Regions from separate parts of the Mus musculus genome. Here region 2 is linked to region 1. The links are chromatin contacts, called in public HiCAR-type maps. All regions are on one chromosome and are shown on one strand. Each heading gives the region's core, a stretch centred on a gene start, on an enhancer-like site or on the middle of the called end of the contact. The rest is flanking DNA. Distances are from core to core; before and after follow the strand shown.

What was found. HiCAR-type assays count read pairs that join an accessible place to other places.
Region 2: a HiCAR-type map of fibro-adipogenic progenitors shows a contact between it and region 1, with 3 times the contacts expected there. The contact joins two enhancer-like sites. A contact is called at or near these places in 2 of 115 datasets of contacts at active chromatin or transcription factors (fibro-adipogenic progenitors and large pre-B cells).

Annotation. Positions count from the first base shown.
Region 1 is chr14:61,734,392-61,740,675 of GRCm38.p6, forward strand. No RefSeq gene overlaps it. Among named protein-coding and RNA genes, the nearest start is that of Gm46480, 31 kb to the left of the region's middle. Within about 2 kb of position 2,885, at least 137 of the 459 cell types and tissues checked have an H3K27ac peak or open chromatin away from gene starts, as enhancers often do. A contact at or near this core is called in fibro-adipogenic progenitors, where this site is marked.
Region 2 is chr14:62,174,119-62,180,402 of GRCm38.p6, forward strand. No RefSeq gene overlaps it. Among named protein-coding and RNA genes, the nearest start is that of Gm35419, 6.2 kb to the left of the region's middle. Within about 2 kb of position 3,618, at least 17 of the 459 cell types and tissues checked have an H3K27ac peak or open chromatin away from gene starts, as enhancers often do. A contact at or near this core is called in fibro-adipogenic progenitors, where this site is marked.

The DNA of each region.
Region 1 (6,284 bases), core at 1,635-4,134:
AGGAACACTGGATCGGACTCATCTCAATAAAATGCTTTTTTTCTTCCTTTAGTTCCTTGGGTGGTCTGGAACTTACTATGCAGACCAGGCTGGTCTGGAACTCAGAGAATCACTTGCCTCTGTCACACTAGTGCTGGGGTTAAAATTGTTCTGTTTCAGTGTCTCGCGTCAGTCGAGACTACGACTAAGCAAAAGCTGTCAACATCCGTCTGGCCTAGCTGGTAAGATTACACGGCTCTTAGTGAAAGACCCACAACGTGAGGACTCCCCCATGTTCTGACTCAGGAGAGGCGACACCCCAAAATCATCCACAAGAAACGATCTTGCTGCAAACTGCAAGAGGATTTTTTATTCAAGAGCGCTCTCGGGCCCATGGTCATACACCACGCAGGGGTAGAGGACCATGGCGCCCCGAGTAGCTGGATAAGGGGGTATTTAAAGGAAGAAACCACAACTCAAGGAAGTGGGGAGGGCGTTGTGTGTGTGTGTGGGATACCAAAGATACCAGTTAAGAGTCACAAGGAAGTGCAAAGTCACATTATTCAGGTTATCTTTTAAGACAGTTTCTAAGAGCCCCTAACAATAGCACCTTTGCAAAGCGGGTTCCAGCAATGGTCAGGGTGGGTCAGGGTGACTTTCTTTGAATGAATACTCCTTGAACCCAGGAAGTGGGTGGGTGGAGGAATGTCGCTATCTGTTTTATGATTAGCATACCTTGGAGCACTGAGTTTACTACTCTTTCATTAGCACAGGAAAATAGTGTTGGGGTGTGCAGAACATCCTGCGTATGGGACTCCTTCTTGTGGGGTTGGCTTATGAAAGGTGTAGCTCCTACAATCTCTAGTCCAATAGACCAGGAGGCAAAACCTGCTACAATGGTCTTTATTCTGTGATAAACTTTCTCTTTGCTCAGTGGCTAGTCCAAAAGAAAGGTGTCAGATGACTTGAGGTCTGAGATAGCTAGCCTTGTCTAGAAGTTTTATCCACAGCAATATAAACAAAACAAGACATACCTAATACACAATAACAAAACCCTAAAACAAAAGACTGGCTTTCCTTAGATTCTGTGGCCATTCCTGCTGCTGCTGTCCCCTGTGACTTGGAAGCAGATTTCCTATTCCATTGTTCTTCTATTCTCCCTCTTCTTGGTGGCTACCTGTTGCAGTGCGGCTTAACTGCTCTACACCGTGCCCGAGACTCTTTCCCTGAGCCTAACCATCCGGCTTCTCACCATTCAGCTCATTCTCCTTTCTAGCTTACACCAGCCATTTGGGCTGATGAAATCTTTAGCTTTTCCCAGCCAGACTCTGTGCAGCTAGCTAAAATGACCTTGAACCTATCATCCTGCTTCTACTTCCTGAAAGTGGGGATTGCAGGCCCGAGCTAACTTGGCTTGGCTTCTGTGGTGTTGGGGATGGAAGGCAAGGCTTTGTGCGTGCCAGGGAAGCTCTTTACTACCTGAGATCCATCCAATCCTGCTTCTCTGATCCAATTTTAAAACCTGTCACTTCACCACTGCTAACTCTGGAGGCAGCACATTCCTTTTATGGTGATTTAGAAAACTAGATGTAATTGCTTCATAATGATTTTCTTCCTAGACTTCCTGTTCAGCTCAAAATTTTGTTATCCTCAGGTGTTCACAGCAAGTTGCTAAGGAAAACGCAAAATCTGCCACTAACACAAATAGCCTCTCACAGGAATTTTGGAGTTGATTTTGTTTTAGATAATCTGTCATTAATTGTGTCTCCCCCTCACCACTCCCTCCCACTCTCCCCCCCCCCCATTTCAAGGGTAAACAAGAATTCACTGAGAAATCAGGTGATTAAACTCCAGGTGGGCACTCCTCACAGCTGGGGTGAGTAGCTATTATAATAAGTCACAGAGCTTCAAATGAAAAGCCCTTAAAAACTCTTTAAATAATAAAGCATTTAAGAGTTTGTTGGAATTAAGAAAAAAAAATACATGAAAATACTTCATCAGAAGGAATGAAAAGTTGTTGCCCTCACTGCCTTTCAACATACAGTCAACGATGAGCCCACCACGCTCCAACAGAGAGTACGCTCCAACAGAGAGTACCAAACTCTCGGTCACACAGACAACCGTGCTTTAAAAATCCCTGAACGAAACAAAGGGGCCTGGACATAGGAAAGTGACTTGTTGCAGAGCTGCAGAGCCGGGTGGGGACTGTACAGGAAGGAAGGCGGTAAGGGGGAGGGAGGGTTGAGAGTCATCAAAATGTGTTGTATGTGGGTATGGAACTGTTGAAAAGCAAATTTAGCCAATAAAAAACAAGAGTACACACAAAAATAAAAAGTATTTTCATCATCATGAGAAAAAGTGCAAAGAATTAATTATCCTTGTAAAATTGGAAAATGTTTCATTCGCTAACAATAAAAAATGGCTTTTGCTGGCATTGTTTTTGTTTTAGGAGTAAAAAAAATAATGTAATCCTTATAGAGTCTTACAGGCAAGTAAACTTGTGAGACTTAATTGGACACGAAGTAAATGTGAAAGCTAAATGTGGTTTGGACAGTGCTACACACGCACAACTCTCCTGGTGTAATTTGCATGAAAAGGAAATCAAAGAGCGAGAACTCTCAGGCTGATCGGCTGTGAAGGACTTAATTCAAAACAGTTTTCTGCTTGAAAAAAAGTGATTTATTTTAAATGTACTTTTGAAAAACAAAAGCCTTACTGGTAACCACCATTTTAGGTGTATTATCTCAATGTGGGATTTCAGTAAAAGGTCAAATCTTATAGAAGTATTTTTGGTCTGACTCAGTCCTGATCACAGATAAATTTTATCAAGAAAATGAAACGAGTTGAGCATTTTAAAACCCGGAGAGAGAGCTTGTTTAAAGAGGCAGCACTTCCCCCTCCCTGCCCCCGCCACAATAAAGACTCTAAGGAGAGAACTTTGGTTGAGAAAAATCTAAAATGAACACATTTAGATGCTCCTGTGCAAGTTTTCTGCACACAGGTTAGAATGGTAGTCGGGCTGCTTTGGAGCAAACAAGGCACAGTTGCTGTTTTGTTTTGTTTCAGTTCAATAGGCAAATTGAACTTCCTGCTTTATAACTGCCCTTGATTAAAGTGCTCTATTTTATCCCAGAAGTGCAAGTGGGGAGCTTTAACTTCAGTTTAAACCTTGTTTAACAGTCCCCAGCCCACTTCCCGAGGAACTCCCTGTGGACCATTCTCATTTTTTTTTTTCCAGGATCTAGTATGACTTCTGTATTTGTCATTGGCTAGGGAGCATTCCCAAGCCTGGCCTTGCTGGCAGCTCCCTGGGCTGATGTCCTGACTCACTGTGGGAGAAGACTCTGTCATCCTTGCCAAAAAGGAAGCCCTGACCTGACCAGCCCCTTACTCATTAACCTCAGCTAGTCCAGAGGTTGGAATGAGGGAGCGAAGGAAGCTACCGTAGATCTGTGGATTAAACTGTGCACCAAGGAAAGAGCAAGCAAGCCTCAAGTCCTTGAAAAGGCCCGCTTGCAGGGAGTTGGCGGTGGGGTCGGGGTGGGGTAGTGCAAAGCAGCCTAACTCAGAAGCTCACCAGCCTACAGTAGGGTCAAGCCTTGGTTCACACAGGAACTTCAAGTTCAGGCTATGGTGGCTTGGTGTTGCTGCTTGTTATTGCCCCACTGATTGGGAGCTGCTGTGGCAGATACGGCCTCACTTCCAGATAGAGGCTAGACTTCATATGGCTAGGCTAGGAAAGGACTCAGATTTAACAATCAAAATATTGAATGCACGCCACATTCTCCCCAATCTACTGTTGAAAAATCGCAAGCCAAACCACTGTTTAATGTGTCCAGCAGTGAGAGCCTGTGTGGGTCAAGCTTCCTGGTCTCCAACTCATTTCCTATTCCTATAGAAGCTGTACAGTCCGCTGGAGGTGCAGAGGTAGTACAACCTCCAGGCTTGAGACCTGTTTGTACGCTCAGCAAGAATCTGCCTGAGAGAAGAGAGTTGACTCCAGGCAATTTTCATTTTTCTACCTTCCCTCTGACAAAACCCCATCTTGACTCCTGCGCCTTTAACAGCTCTTTGCTGTGTAAACTCTGGTGAGCACTACTGACCTGAACAGGGCTAGATTCTGCTGCTAGCTTGTGTCTGCTTTTCCTTACAGAGAACACTCAGATTTGGTTCATATATTGGCAGCAACATGTCCAGCCTGGACAGTGACAGTATTCTAGGCCAACTGGGATCTGTCACCGAAGATAAGGATAGTGAGTTTGAAGCTAGGTATGGGTGGTGCTTTGAATATGCTTGGCCCGGGGAGTGGCACTATTTGGAGGTGTGGCCTTGTTGGAGTGGGTGTGGCCTTGTTGGGAGAATTGTGTCACTGTGAGTGTGGACTTTTATTTTTTCTTTTTTTGGTTTTTTGAGACAGGGTTTCTCTGTGTAGCCCTGGCTGTCCTGACAGGGTTTCTCTGTGTAGCCCTGGCTGTCCTGGAACTCACTCTGTAGAACAGGCTGGCCTTGAAATCAGAAATCCGCCTACCTCTGCCTCTCAAGTGCTGGGATTAAAGGCGTGTGCCACCACTGCCCGGTGAGTGTGGACTTTAAGACCCTTGTCTTAGCTGCCTGGAAGCCTGTTTGACTGTGGAACAAGATGTAGCACTCTCAGCTCCTCTAGCCCCACATTTGCTTGGATGCTGCCATGCTCCAGCCTTGATGATAATGGACTGAACTTCTGAAACTGTAGGCCAGCCCCAATTAAATGTTGTCCTTTTAAGAGTTGCCTTGGTCATGGTATCTGTTCACAACAGTACATCCCTAACTAAGACAGCATGACTGAGAAACCCAGTTCTGATCAGTGAGACCTGAGCAGAAGTCTGCTGGGAAGAAGGGGGTGGGGAGGAACAGGAGAAGGCAGATTTGCAAGAAAGCTTTTGTGCTCCTGATGGCAGATGAAAGGGTGCCCAAAACACTGTGCTCTTGACCCTTCATCTTTGCTTGATTACAAATGTAACCTAGAGCTGGGTCAGCCGCTTGTGACCATGAAGTTATAAGCCCAATTGCTTACTCTGTGAAGGTAATAACCCTTTACCTGCATGAGCCACCACCAGTGGAGGATTCTATCATTTGACTCAAGATTCTTAATGGATGTGTGTGAAGAAAATGCTTTTAAAGTTTTTTTTTTTAACCTATTTTATATTTATCCTGAATCTTTAAGGTAGGAAGTGGTGGTAAAGATTATAGTCTGCATGGGTTAAACACATTGGTGATTAACTCTGAGTCACCAAGAACACATCAGTGTAGCATTAAGGAAGAAATGACTCCAGTGTGTCTCCCTGGAGTCATTTAACCAAGAATGAGTCCAGATTTGAATTATCTACTTTATGTTTGCTGTGTCTTCGCTCCACTGTCTGTTGTACAGTCTGAATCTGTACTTGCCTGGATCTTGTGAATCTGTCCCTGTGTCTGTGTTAATGTCTGTCTATGTGTAACTGTATGTGTGTGTGTCTGTCTGTCTGTCCCTCACAAAGGGATTTGCTTTGTATTTGTTGGACAGCACAGAGAACATCACATGGGGGAAGGGCTGAGGAATACTTCATAGAAATCTTTAACAGAGTTTATAAAGGACTGAGTCAGGGACTCCAACTGGCCCCAACTGACCAAGATAACAAACAGTATTACAAACACCATTGTTTACCAACCAATATAAATATATACGTTATGTTCAACATTTGTGGTGGAGCTTCACTTTAGAAGATTGTTTTCAACATCTGTGTTTGCTGCTTTCAGCAAATGCTACCCGTGACTGTTCTGGGTCAGGGACATGAAAGAGCACCTAACTTTAGATTGCAGCTATGCATTAGCTTAGGTTGTAAAACTTGATTGCATGGTAAATCCAAGGCAAATGAGTTTGGTGGTTATATTGTGCTCTTAAAGGCAAGTTAAGCAGGCCGAGTGCACAGTAGGATATCAATCTTAAGTCTTAAGTGACTTCAAGGCGTATCATTAATTCTGGCTGTTTGGTCCAGTAGAATTTCTAGTCTCTTACAATGAAAGAGATATTTTCAGAATATTGCATAATCATAGTAACTGATACTTGATCATTAAACATATTTTCAATACATGGCTAAGATGGCAACTTGGGGGAATGAATGGGTTCATAGGCAGTGGCATCGTCTAAATGACTCACACAGCTTGCTAGAGCTCATTGTTAATTGGGCAGATTTGTAGGTCAGTTGCTAAACTCAGCACTTCATCATTGCGGATGCAGTTACAGAAGCCTACGTCATGCAGAAGGTAACGCTACCCACCTATCTGGC
Region 2 (6,284 bases), core at 2,368-4,867, 440 kb after region 1:
ATCAAGAGGAACGCTGTCAGCTGAGGTCATTCGCATTTCAAAAGTACAATCAACCCAACGTGAGCTGGGGGTATTAAACATGATTTTTCTCACCTTGAATGACCCCTTCTCCCTACATTAAGCTGCCTATTTAGATCATTTAAACCGTGCGGCAGCAAATTGAAAACATGGGCTTTCTGGGCTGTGTATTTTCTTTCTCGTGTTGGAACATTTCCCTTGAGAACCCCAGGTCTCATGATCATGGCAAAGAAAGTCCCACATGACTTTCTGATTAAGCGCTTCGTGATGTGCACGTACAAGCTGATGAATCGATTTTTTCTTTCTTTCTTTCTTTCTTTCTTGGCTAAAGTGCAGCATCTGCTTCGAAGAAACACATTGCGCTGCCACTTCTCTGTCAGCTGCTTGATCTGTTTGTCAACAAAACCGAGTGCAAAGGGATTGTACTTCTACAAAAGTAATCTCATCTCAAAGCAGCTTGTCCAAAGATTCTACAAGGCATCACAATGACCCCAGATGACATTATCTATCTGCCTGATTGCTAGATGTGGCTCTCTGCAGTCACAAGTCACTAAAGGACTCAAATATGCATTTTCCCTACTGCTCTGAACTAATGCTTCCTGCTGTGAGGGTTGGGATAGCGTCACATGCCAGCTTTTAGATATTTGTATTCACTGACTGATTTAAAATACAGACCGAATACCAAAACCAGTCACTATTTACTTTAATATCAGTAATCCTGACTTGATCAAAAAATATTCACAAGAATTTCTCCCCCCCCCCCCGCCAGTTTGTGTATGTTTTTGCCATTCCTTTGAATTAATGCATTACATCAAAGTGTCTAGCTTTTTTTTAAAGAAGCTTTGTTATAATTTCCTTTGACCTCTTTTATGTGCATCCAAGAAAAGGCCCAGAGCAGCAGCTTTCTCTGTTCTGGCCCCAGGGAAAGCCTTGGGGCTCCTTGGAGGCTCTGCCGTTCCCACCACAGATTCCCAAGAGAGAGAGAAAGGCTACAGCTTCCCCTACAGATTCCCAGCCATCCACCTTCCCCACTGGTAAGCCAAGTATCTCAGACAAAATTAGATAATGGAGCCGACCTTACTGTTCCACTGCCAAACCTCCTTGACTTTCTGATGAAAATATGGAACAGATAACCCTGTGGGTGGATGATTCTCAGTTCAGAAAAGAACACCAAACATATTTTAAGAAGAGGTCATTTGGCCAATAAAAGGGGGGAGTGGATATTCACTGACGATAATTTTGTCTAATTAAACTCCCTTCCCCCCCCCACCCCACCCCCAGGAGGCAGAGGATGAAAAACAAGACTTCTGGACCAGACATTACAGAGACAAGAAAGGCCATTTGTCTCCCGAATCATGTGAAGGGAGACCGTTGGCCTTTGAAGCCACTGAGCAGTAGCAAACTATGAAGCCAGCCGGTCCCTCCCCTTTGAATAGCTTCTCTGAAGGTCTCGTCTGACTTCCTCATGGCAGACTGTCTGATGTGGGGAGTCGGTGGTGTGGTCTGGAGAGCAGTGGCTCTTTCAGAATCACGCTAGCTTCCTGGGAAGCCTTGATGGTGTACTAGCTGGCAGATCTCCACCTTCATACCCAGCTCCACTCAGCAGTGGCTCCCCCCCCCCCAATAATTTGTGGAAACTAACTGAGCAGAGGAGGCAAGTCAAGACGTTTCAGTGAGCTTCTGAGGTGACGAGGGCCTGCAGAGAGTACAGTGCCTGGCCTGTTTCACAGCAGTGAGGTCTGCTCACACCTCAGCAACGACAGACCTCTGTAGACTATGAAGGTGTTAGACTTAGAAAGAAATAGTGACTTTTCATTTTATAGATCGTTTGGAATTGTTTTTAAAATGAGAAAGACGCAGAGGGCTGCATGCTGCCATCCAGTCCAGTTTTAACCTCCTTACCGAGACTACAGAAAGCAGAGCTAGTGAGGTGGCTCAGCAGCCAGGGGCTTTTGCTGTTGCCACTCAAATCCATTTCAGGATAGCAAGGTGAAAATTAGATTTAAAATTAAAAACCTGGAGAAGTCTCCATGGATAAAGGTCCGTGTTACCAAACTCAGTAACCTGAGTTCAGTCCCTAGAACCCTCGTAGTGGAAGGAAAACACTGACTTCCTCAAGTTGTCCTATATGCCACCTCCACGGGGATAAATAATGCAAAGACGTGTCAAAGACTGTGGAGATGGTGGTTTCACAAAGCGTGTCAGATAGGTCAGACAACTTGGTTTCCATGATGTATCTCATGTCACTTGTATAACCATGGATGCAGGAGGCATTTCCATTTCTTATTTGGACTTCCTGGTGTGTTTAATGCTATGTAACACAACCCTATGGCAAGTAGACATATCGGAGGTTTGGATGTGCCACCTCTTAACAGAAGAAAGCGGAACATAGGATGGGAAGAATGTTCAGATGCGATGAGCAGCAGTGCCACCCTACTGGCTAGCTACGTTTCAGTTGAATACTCAGTTCTTCAGTCACACAATCTTCAAGACAAGCATCCGATAACCATCACAATACAGGTTTCTACTGGCATAGGTAGTACTTGGTACTACCAAAAAAGCACTAAAGAGCCTTGAACTCTTCACTTACCTCTTGGCCATTTTGCTGTCCTAACCTGAGAGATGAGGAAGCAAAACCACAGCCTCTCTAAGGCCATCCCACTTCTGAGGTTCTCGTATCACAGACTTCTCTGATCCCTGGGAGTGGCACTGGAAGGCCCTGGGTGGTGAAAGGCAGCCTCAGAGACAGAAGGGCTTGAAGGCAGCCCTGTGCCTTTAGTGCCAGCTGTATGACCCAGGAAGTTGATTCTACAATGTTGTCTGTTTATATCACCCAGTGACCTACTATGCTCTCAAACTCAAAAATGCTACTAATTCTGAACTAAGAATTCAGTAAGGTTCACTGATTTGAGTATTGTAGAGTGTATGCTAGTTTTTGATCAAAGTACTATCACACATTGGCAACTGATGCTGCACAAAACACCCAGGTTCAGATGTATGATTACCATGTTTTATGAACTATGGGACTTTCCCTGAACGTAACAAAGTTTTCTACTCTTACAGAACATAGTGGTTTGCTTACAGAACAGAGAGCCTTTTCATTTTTTCTGTCACCATCCCTCATGTGTAAGTGTATAACTCAGCAACAGAGAAAGCATATGCTCTACAGAGACTCGGGCAAATGTCCCAAAGCACAGAGCTGGGGTCAGCTGGAATACCACTGTAGATTATGCAGGCACCCAGAGGTTTGAAAACTGTGTGCTTCGCAAAATTAAAATCTTGTTGTTCAATGCTGATGGATCACCATTGTTTTTAAAATGCCACGTTTTGTCAGGAGTTTCCAAGACATGAATATAGTGGACAATGGAAATGCAGTTAGTAGTATGCATTGTAAACACAGCAGTGGAACTCATTCGACCTCCCATAGAACCCCATGAGTTGTGCAAGGCTTGAAGAAAGTAGCTTAGACCTGGTGGAAATCTTGACTGCTGGATGATGCTCATCTCTCACTTGGCACTCACTAGTGTGACAGGGCGGGAGGGATCCAACACTGGACACTATTCAGGGCATGTGACATCATCGGGCATCCTACCAGATGTACAGCTGGTGCTTAGTCAACCTCAGTGACCAAAGGACATCTGGAGATGATCAATGGGAAGGACAGGGTGGAATGAGGTTGTTTTCTGATATCAGCTGGAGCAAGACTGAGCCAATACTTTGAAGTACTCACGGTTCTTGGGTGTTAGACGCTACACTCTATGACTATTGGCCACGTTTGCTAAAATTAATAGTCCAGGCTATATAAAAGAATGCCTCCTTTCCAGGTGCCTTGTAATGAGTCTCAGCTTTAATCTTACAGTTTGTATCTGGGCTCTTATCTGCATAACAAGTCACTCTGACCACACCACTCATCAAGTGGATGTTTTAGCCATTGGAAGGAGCTGGGACCCACACTATCCTACTGTATCTAGGAGTAGAATACGGCCTTTCCACTGTATGTGAAAGTGTCCTACTTCAGCCAAAGCATTCCACATTAAGAATTTAATAGTAGATACACTGTTCAATTTCCCATGGTTAAAATACAAAAAGCACTCTCCCGTTTCCTCCACACCATCAGCTATGGCCTCATTCGTTGTTTCACCAGATCTTTTCTACAGTGAACCATGGTTACTCCTGTATGAATTATGATATTGAGTGTAACACAGAGAACATCACAAATCATTTGTCTTTTGCTGCAGTTATTTCACCAGAAAAAAAAAAAAAACAAAGAAAAATTGGCTTTTCTCACCTTATTCCCTAAAATTTACCTTTTTAAATTTTTTTAAAAAAATTTTTTAGCTGCCATTGGAATTCTCTAGGTGGTCTATCCCCACAACAAAGAAGCCAAACAAATATGCAAAACTATCAAAAAAATTCTTCTCTGGATTGCAAATGGTTGCTACACAAGGTCCTCTGTGTAAGAGTTCTTCCCACCAAGCCCTTTGCAAAAGACGGGAACAATAGTGTGTTCTCTCCAAGAAAGGCATTAGTGCCGTCAGATGGCCGAAAGGGAGATCTGCTGACTTGACAAACTGTGACGACTTTTTACAGCTCGTGAAACTGTCTTCTTAAGAGCCGTGTTCCAGGATTTTGAGTTTATTGCACTTACAACCTTAGAAATGTCGTCTTTTGGAGAGATGAGACACCTCAATGAGAAAAGACAAGATTAATAGCAGAGCCTTGCCCAACACTAAGCATGATCGCATTTACGTTGCCAAACAGAGGAGAAAATGGAGATGAAATCTTCTGAAGCCAGGAGCCAGGGAGCTGCACCATCCATCAACATAGATAACCCCCAACCCCACTTCATTTCTTATCGAGGTCTGTGCGTCTGCTCTTTTGTAAACTGATAGTTAATGGGCTCAGTTGGATGAAGGCTTTACTCCTTAATAGACAGCGACTTGGGACACACCACTTATTAATCTCTGCAAACCCTTGGTCCTTCTTCTTATGTGAACCTACTCCCTGGAAACTGGAATAATCAGCCACTAAACAATTCCTGTTAAGTCACACAAAGTCACTCCTTTACTGAGAATTGTCAGGGAGAGGGGGGGTTGGTGATGTGGTTTGATGATGGAGAGAATGTTTGGAAGCCTCCAGTGGGTGACCATGCCATTCAGAGTATAAGTTATAATCCTGATGGTGGCTCCCAGGACAGACACTACAGGGCCTGCTACCGATCCTCCCAGCTGAGCCTTCCCACTCTGAGCTTGAGCTCTCCCGCAGGGGGCACACCATCACTCTTTCAACATCTGTGTGACCTGGACCCCTAACTCTGAGAGCCTTTGCTGGCCTTTCCTTCTCAGGAATCCTATCAACCAAAACTGCAACCTTCTTTCTGAGGTCTTTCCCCCTTCTTTTCTGGCATAGCTCTGTTTGTCTCTTTGCAATGCTTGCCTCCTGCCTTGCTGCCTCTGAAGAAGTATTTATAAAGAGAGTGATGGCTTTTCTCTTCAGTCTTGTATCTCAAACTCCCAGAAGAGTGTCTGACACACGGTGGACACTAAATACGTGTGTTGAGTATTGAATACAACATGGTCAAACACCTATACTGCCTGGAGAATGTACACATCTAGCATCTTACTCCACCCACAGTGCCAAATGCCAGCAAGACCATCAAGAGGCTTGCTGCTACCCAGGGAACACTTGGTATGTATAAACATTTGTTGAGATGGGTTTTGTGTGTTTTTATTTTTCAAAAGGGGAACTTCTCTTTGCAGTAGAATGCTAGCCCATTATGTTGAAGGAATGGAAGGATTCGGGAAGCACCAATTTTCACCCCATAGTGAAATAATTGATTCAAGGCTCTGCTCACCAGTGTGTGGCACAACTGGAAGATGAGCTATGAGCAAAGAATACAGAACTGAGGGAGGCTGACAGATCAGTCCACAGACTTCTTGACTGTCAGTCATATGGGGTGGTGGGAGGGAGAGGGTAGGGAACAGGATGAAGGAAGACAAACATGAAAAGAGAAAGAAAGAGAGAGAGAAAGGAGAGGGAAGGAAGGAGACCCTGTCCCACTGCCCTCACCTGCTGCTCCAGCTTCTTAGAAAAGAGGGCTAAAGAATGGAGATGCTTTCTGAGCATTTGGTTACCTATCCCAGAGCTCGAAAGCTAGGGCCCCAAAGCTTCTTCAGGACACATGGCAGATGGTCCGGAAGGATCACCTGATCGCTGTAGCAGTTGGTGGTCTTTACAGTGACCAGCAGCTTTGTGCTGAGCTTCCC